Regions from separate parts of the Rattus norvegicus genome. Here region 1 is linked to region 2. A link is a contact called in public Hi-C data. All regions are on one chromosome and are shown on one strand. The core of a region is the stretch at or near the end of the contact, and the rest is flanking DNA. Distances in the headings are between cores, read along the strand shown. Region 1 holds the start of Prkar2b (protein kinase cAMP-dependent type II regulatory subunit beta). Region 2 overlaps Prkar2b (protein kinase cAMP-dependent type II regulatory subunit beta).

The links. Hi-C and Micro-C count contacts between places; a contact is called where the count stands out from the background.
Region 1: a contact with region 2 is called in a Hi-C map of frontal cortex, with 2.0 times the contacts expected there. The contact joins the promoter of Prkar2b here to the enhancer-like site in region 2.

Annotation. Positions count from the first base shown.
Region 1 is chr6:54,378,966-54,382,866 of GRCr8, reverse strand. Prkar2b (protein kinase cAMP-dependent type II regulatory subunit beta) reads left to right here and starts at 1,456. Exons shown (of 11, transcript NM_001030020.1): 1 at 1,456-1,761. The coding sequence starts at 1,461.
Region 2 is chr6:54,325,031-54,329,055 of GRCr8, reverse strand. All of the region lies in intron 2 of Prkar2b (protein kinase cAMP-dependent type II regulatory subunit beta), which reads left to right. Among named protein-coding and RNA genes, the nearest start is that of Hbp1, 44 kb to the right of the region's middle. Within about 2 kb of position 1,710, at least 12 of the 93 cell types and tissues checked have an H3K27ac peak or open chromatin away from gene starts, as enhancers often do.

The sequences.
Region 1 (3,901 bases), core at 207-2,706, 54 kb before region 2:
TAGAAGTATGTTATTTTTTTAATGGCATTATTATCATGAGGTTAAGAAACTGAACTTGAGAAATGCACTGAAAAAGTACAAGATAAACGCTGTAAACAAATGGGTAAGATGCATTTAAAAAATAAAGTGAAATGGTAAATGGTATTTTTTTTTTTTGGTTCTTTTTTTCGGAGACCGAACCCAGGGCCTTGCGCTTCCTAGGTAAGGGCTCTACCACTGAGCTAAATCCCCAGCCCCGAAATGGTATTTTCTTATTTCTAGCTTCTGGGCTTTGTGAGTCACACATTTTTTATTTTGTGTGGACAGAAAGGAAATTGAGAATAACTAAGGGAATAAAATAAAACTCAAGAGAGAATAGCTAAGTGAGTTTGCACTTGGACGGCTTTAACAATGAAACGAGCATCGTAGAAAGTGAAGTATGTGTATTTAAACAGCATTTGATTTGGCAAAAGATAATATTTTTTTCTGTTTCCAAATTCTCAGAATAGGCTCGTTTTAAAGACAAGGGCTTTCTTTAAAAAGCACAAGTGTGTAGTTCTCCTTTTCTTTATGCTGCTATATTCGAATCTTGGAGATTTAATTGAAATGACTCAAAATGTCAGGAAAGGTTTTAAAAATAAGCAACAAGAGGCTAATCAGGCAACACACCCTTTGTTGTCTGACTATCTGCCCTGACTTCCCGGTATCCTGTCTGAAAGGTATCAACTAACTTCGGTAAGTGCTTCACAGTAAATGCAGGCCTTTGTCTCAGTAACCAGTAGGAAATGCACCAAGCCCGCAAGGCAGAGCATCAGTAAGGCAAACTATCACCACAGTTCCGAGGCTAAAAGGCGGACTAAAACCTAGTGAAAGAACATGTAACAAACAAGTGGCAGTATCTTATATCCAGAAGAGGATATAGGTAAGGCTGTGTGACTAACAAAAGACACCACGCGCATTTCTCTTGCCGCTGGATTCAAGGAAAAGAAAAAGCCACCAATGTGGAGGCTGAAGTTTCAGAACGAATGGCGCGGCACCAGCTTTGAGTGGGCTGGGCAGAAAGAAGCGTGGGATTTGCCCAAGGAGCTCAGGTGGAGCGCGCGGCCTCGGCCCCACGCCCCAGGCGCCCGCTGCCTCCACCCTTAGGCCACTTGAGAGGCGGCAGCGCTCCCGCCCGCCGGGTTGCCATGGTTTCCGGGGATCACGTGGGCGCGCGGGCGGGGGCGGGGCGCCGGGCGGGGGGGGGGCGGTGCAGCGGCGGCGGGAGCGGGAGCGGGAGGAGCTGGAGATGCTGCCAACCCTCCCCGGGTTGTGCTCGCTCTGCCGCCGCCGCCGCACGGAGCAGCCTCGCCGGGGGCCCAGTGCGCCGCGCTCGCAGCCCGTAGCGCCCGGGGCGCTCGCTCGGGGGCCGCGCAGCCCAAGACCCGACCGCGGATAGGAGGCGAGGGCGGCGTCCAGGCGCCTCGGCGTGCACAGGCAGGATGAGCATCGAGATCCCCGCGGGGCTCACGGAGCTGCTGCAGGGCTTCACGGTGGAGGTGCTGAGGCACCAGCCCGCCGACCTGCTGGAGTTCGCGCTGCAGCACTTCACGCGGCTGCAGCAGGAGAACGAGCGCAAGGGCGCCGCGCGCTTCGGCCATGAGGGCAGGACCTGGGGGGACGCGGGCGCAGCCGCCGGGGGCGGAACCCCCAGTAAGGGTGTCAACTTCGCGGAGGAGCCCATGCGCTCCGATTCCGAGAACGGCGAAGAGGAGGAGGCCGCGGAAGCAGGGGCGTTCAACGGTGAGGACCGGACCCCTCGCACCCTGAGCCCTGGCCGCCACGTCCGTCTCACTCTCGAACCCCGCCTTGCTCTTGAACCCTGTGCTGAGCTCCCTACCTTCCCGGTGCTCTCCACCTTCCCATTCCGCCCACCTCCTCAGCACCCATTTCGGTCGCTCCCACTCGCCCACCTTCCTACTCAGCTCTCTTGTCATGCTCTCCCTTTCTCTGGAGGTGGAGAAATAAGAGGTTGCGCTCCCGCTGCCCCTCTGTCACCTTTCTCCCCGGGGCGATTTGGGGTGGGCATCTTGCTAGAAGGTTAACTTTCCCGTGGTTGAAGATGTCAAAGGCTTGGAGAGTACCATTGTGCATGAAGGGCGCCTGGTGTCCTCCTTTCAGCCCTTAGATTTGTTAATGGAGTGTTCAGGGAGAAAAGGCGAACCATGTAGGAATCAGTGAGAAGAGTGTGAAATCGGACTCGCCGAGGTAATACAAATTAACGATAATAGCTGTGACATTCTTGGAATACGAATAATTTATTTTCCAGTTTTTCCAATACCATGTGGTGGAGATATTTTTGGACATGTAACAAAGGATCATATTTAGCCTGATACCTAGGGGGTCTTTGGAATGAGGAAATAAGCCAATTTCCTTTAAAGAAGATACAAAATATATATTGAATGATTTTGATTTTTTTTTTATAGTGTGTGTGGGAAAAATAGCACCATGGGAAGTTCTAAGAGCTTTGTTGGTTGTCTTAATGAAAAAGCCAGTGAGCAACTAAAGACCACGCCAGAGACTGAAGCTAGAAAGAATGAATGGGAGAGAAAGGTTTCTTAAATAGCTGTTTTTAGCGAGTCCCACCCCTTATGCTTACCAACCTCTCCCTGACACACCAGACACACACGCATGTTTACACATTATGACCAAATCATATGTTTTGCAGGAACCCAGGCTGAAATGCCGTGGTGTGCAAAATGTGCAAGTGTTTTCCTTTGTGGTGTAAGGCGAGCGTGCATGCAGGTTTTATTTGTTGATACTGCTTGGTGATTTGTGGGTCCACAATGCATTTCATACAGTGAAAACACTGAAGTACCATTCACTTCATTCCCTTAGGTCCCCTTCCTAGGAATATTTTCATTTCTTTGTAGAATTAATTATATGTTGAATGGGTTATAAAATTAATGCATTCTTAGCTTGTTTAAAACACATAAACCATGGATGTAGTGCTCTGTGAATGTGAAAGATTGCTATTTAAATTTTTAATTTGGGGCATTCGGGTGATTTGAGACCAGGGTAACCGTAGTATTAATTGTTCCCACACCAAATCAAATGCTTGTCCTGCTAGGAAGGAGAACTAAATAGCATGTTATACAGATAGAGTAGAAAGGACAGTGACGTCTAATACTTGTATGTGTATTTGTGCACATGCTATGTATCTGAGACACGGGGATGCACATCTAGTCAAGCAGTGCACAAAGGGAAGGGGACTCGTGTCCTAGCTGGGAGGCAGCAAGGCGAGGGGACGTGGTAAAGAGCCTCTGTGCTCTTTAGAAGATAGTGTTAATACAGTCAAACCCAATGATATCTAATTCTCTTGAAGCACTTTGCGTTGGTTTAATCTCTCCTTATAAGAATGCCTATCTTGCACATTGGAAGGAAGAAGTGCTTTTGTAAGCGGTAGGGATATTTTCATGAAGGCTTATATTCCCATACGAATACATTTTATATTCATCTTTTCTATAAAAAAAAAAAACTACTCAAGGTCAGTTGTAATCAATGCCTAACCAATTGCCTTTAAACACTTCCACCTCCAGGGGTTCTAAAACTTCTTGACAGTAACACAGTTTGATCTTTATTCAGCAGATGTCTACGTGCATGTGCATAGCTGAAACTTTGGCCTTGGTATAACCTCAACTGGAGCAGCTTTATATTTTTCTAACCAACACTTTCATTGTGTTAGAAGTAAATTGTGTTGAGAATCAGTTTTAGAAAGAACCATAGGCTTCAAAATGCTTGTCAGACTGTTTTTGTGAATGGCCTTTCAGACTTTGTGGGCAACTTATCATCTGGATCTTTTTTCTTAAACAGCCCTTTAAACAAGTGCACTCTCTGGAGCTTGAATTTGTACAAGGCCATGATTTATCCAAACCTGGTCATA
Region 2 (4,025 bases), core at 461-2,960:
CTGTGGGTATGTGTCAGCACTTGTGTCTGGAAGGCTCTGTTTTCTTGGCATCTTTCATCCGCACTGGCTCTAACAGTCTTCCCTCTCTTCTTTCACAAAGTTCCCTGGGCCCCCAGAAGGAGATTTGATGGAGACACCTCATTAGGACTTAGTAGTCCAAGGTCTCTGATTCTGTGCACCTTGTCCAGTTGTGGGTCTTTGTTTCTGCCTGCTGAGGAGGGAGCTTCTCTAATGATGATGAACAAGAAACAGAGTAGAGTGATCTGCGAGTATAGTAGAGTGTCCTTGGGGACCAATTTATGGCTCTGTTCCTTCAGTAGAGATTCATGATTGCTGTGGAAGGACCTAGCGGCAGGGGGTCCTGGGTTCTATAAGAAAGCAGACTGAGCAAACCTCGAGGAGCCAGCCAGTAGGTAGCACCCCTCTGCAGCCTCTGCATCCATTCCTGACTCCAGCTTTATGCTTTGAGCTCCTGCCCTGAAATCCTAGAGGCTATAATAAGTGAACGCTTTCTTTCCCAAGTTGACTTGGTCATAGTGTCTTATCACAGCAATAGTGATATCACAGCAATAGAAACACTACCTAAAGCAGATAGTTCCTGATGGCGGAGAACAGATATGTATATACCAGACTGCCCTGTAGATGGGTATTGCAGGGAGCCTGTGGTGTCACCTCACTGTTTCCCTTCCTTTCCTGAGCACGTGCATTTCGTACTGGTGTTCTCAGTCTCTCTCTCTCTTTTTTTTTTTTTTTTTGTTGTTGTTGTTGTTCTTTTTTTTTCGGAGCTGGGGACCGAACCCAGGGCCTTGCGCTTCCTAGGTAAGCGCTCTACCACTGAGCTAAATCCCCAGCCCCGTTCTCAGTCTCTTTATCACCCTCCTTGCCTCTGAGATTTAACTGTAGGACATTGTGCATCGTATGCATTTGGTGTATATTTTGTGCTTCCCCCATCCCCGGAACCATCTGATCTGGTAAGACACTTGCCTTCACTGATAATTATAAAAGATAAAAGTATTTTTCTCAGATAGTAGGGCATTTCCACTCCAGTAAGCGAAGTTCAGCAGTCTTGAGTGAGACTTCTGTTGTTTAATACACCTGTGCTTTTTTATATGTACTTTATTTTAAGCTAATTATTATTTAAATGTGTATGCAAAAACCCAAGTGCATTGAGAACACACACACACACACAAAATTAACTTTTGTGTATTGTATAGAAGACAATAATTTTTGAGATTAAAAGATCTCTGAAACAAAGACTCACAAAGTCTTTGTGTTGAGGCCATATTTGCCTGTCATTCTTACGATGAATATTTATGGAGGACATATTGTGTAGAATACAGCATCAGCGAGCACCCAATGGAGTTCTTTATTCTTTGACAACCAAGATGCTAGCGTGGGCTATATTCATGTCTAATGTCAGGTTATCTGACTATTGAATCACAAAGATAACCGGCAGAGTGAAGAGGGATCTTCCTTTTATAAAAAACACAACAAACCTCGGAGTTGGCATAACCCTTTGTCTGCCACACTATAAATAGAGCTCACGAGGAGACTGAAGGCCAAGTTCGGCAGGATGCAGAGTCGGCACAGATCTCCTCCTGCTGTCTGTTCTGCAATCTGTGACAGTTGTCTGGCTGCACCAGGGTGCACACTCTCTCTGCAGTGTGGGGATATGCTTGAATTCCTAGACCATTCTCAACAACCAGGATACTATCCAAACACATATGTGCAGTAGAACAGTGAAATTTAAATATATCTTAAGACTGTCTCCCTCTATGGCTTAGTTGCCAAAGAGTAAAGGATACAGTTTGAGGATGAGTTTCAGATTGTCTGGAAGATACAGGGCGATTGTGTATCTGGTAGAATAGGAGGCAGCACAGGCTACATGGAGACCATCTTGACAGACCATCCAGACAGCCCAGCATTCATTTGTTTTACACAAATATTTACCAAATTCCTTAATCTCTATGCTTTTTAGTGAATAAGATGGAAACCCCTTCTTTACTTATTCCTTGGTCCCGATTTCTTGAACAAATAACCCAGTCAGCTTCTCATTAATCTACTTAGAACGTGTCTGACAGTCTGTGACACTGGAAGCTACTAGAAACAGCGTCCCATTCTCAAGGACCATGGAAGATCGCTCATTAGCAAGTCTTTCCCATGTCCATCAAGCCAGGCAGTTTGCCCTGTCCCTGCTAGGGAGCAGCAATACCCAGCCGTCCCCTACAGGACCGTGAGACAAACACATTTTACCATGTTAGAAAGAACATAGTATGTTATGACAGTGAGTCCTCCCACAGTTGGAGGAGCACAAAACGTCCTTTCTGAAACAAATGCACCTAAATTAGCTCTGTGTGGGTGAAAGGTTAAGATCTGCCCCTCTCCAACCCCAATTTGTGGGTGTGTTAGGGGAAGTTTGTGGTGGTAGAGATTAAACTCAGGGCCTCATGGGTACCATGTAAGCCCTGTCCCACTGTCCCATAGCCACAACCCATGACTCTTGATCTGACTTTTAACATGTGGCTGGAGAGAAGGGGTAGCTTGGGAGAAAATGAGGTGAGTTCTAATGAAAGGAGACTGCAGGATGGCTCTGCGGACTGTAAGGCCTACCGCTGCAACCTTTCAGAGGTTCGAGTGACATTTGTATAGGAGGTCAGTTCTAGTCAGTGAGACAACTGCAGCAGTGCCAAGAATCGGTCTCAAATATTGGCAAGTACTCCAGGGAAACTGATGACCCAACACAAACACACATTGATGATAAAGATGCTCAAATGAGAGGAGTGTTAAGTGATTGATGAGGACACAATTGATAAGCTGCTTACAAAATGACAGATTTTTTTTCCAAGGCCAGCAGTTTGGAACCACAGGACCAGAAAATGCTTTCTGTGAACTGAAATTTAAGATAACACTAATGAGTCAGGGGACATGGAGAACCGTTAGGTGCTTCATCTCCTGTTGAATATTGGTCATTTGAGCTAGCTACCTTCACAGTGTGAATGCTCCCAAACACCCTCCATTTGGATTGACTTTTCTCCTCTGTCTTCCTCTGTGAAGTCTACGAATTTTGTTAAAAGGCCCTTGCTTTTCTTTCCTTTTTTGCATTGTACAAATGATATAGCCATCCCATTCCCTATCTGGCTGTCATTCATGGAGACGGAAAGTTGCAGAGCCTCACCTAGAAGAGGTTTTCACCCCTGTGGAAAGTTGTAGCCCAATTAAAGTGTGTAAGCTATGTTAGCTAATGATAACAGTGTGTGGGTGTGTGCGGGTGCACGCGTGCACGCTCACATGCGCTATCTAGCCAGATATTGTTTGACAGATTCTTAACTTTCTGTTTCCTAATCACCAGGCAACTCCTTAATTATGGTTTTCCGGCCCAGAGAGAACTGACTGGTCATGCTGACTTCGTATTTCATCCGGGAAGTTACTTACTAACTTGGCATTCTGACTTTATGTATCTATCATTGGAGGTCTTTAAATATGAACCTTTTCTCAAGAAATGCTGTTTCTGCTGGGTGTCTGAGACCCAAGCTCAAGTCCAGGCACTGTGGGGAACACTTGCCAAAGTCCTTAGGTATACAGCAGTGGCTGACAGCAAGGGTCCTGGGGTCAAGATAGACAGTTCTAGGATCAAATATGGGTCCTGTCATTTACTAGGATGTGTGACTCCGACCTTTTTATGTCCTGGTCTTGCACTTGTGAAGTGGTCACATTGGCTATTGTAGGATTGTGGGATTGAGTAAGAAAATGCAGGTCAGGGCTTTTGAGCCTCAGTAATTTGAGTATGTAAAGCCAGGTGGATGCTGTATTTGGGGTTGGTTTTGTTTTTTTGTTTTTCGGTTGTGTGTGGTGGGGTTACTGCATATGGTAGGCCTTTAAACAGCACCCCTGACCCAAGTCTACTATATGTCTGTGGCCTTCCCTAGCCCCCTACACTTGGATGATCAAATTGTCCCCAGGCATCTTCTGTGAAGGGCAAAATGTGGCTGCACAGAGCAGGGTCTGCAGAAAGATAGTGGTGGCTA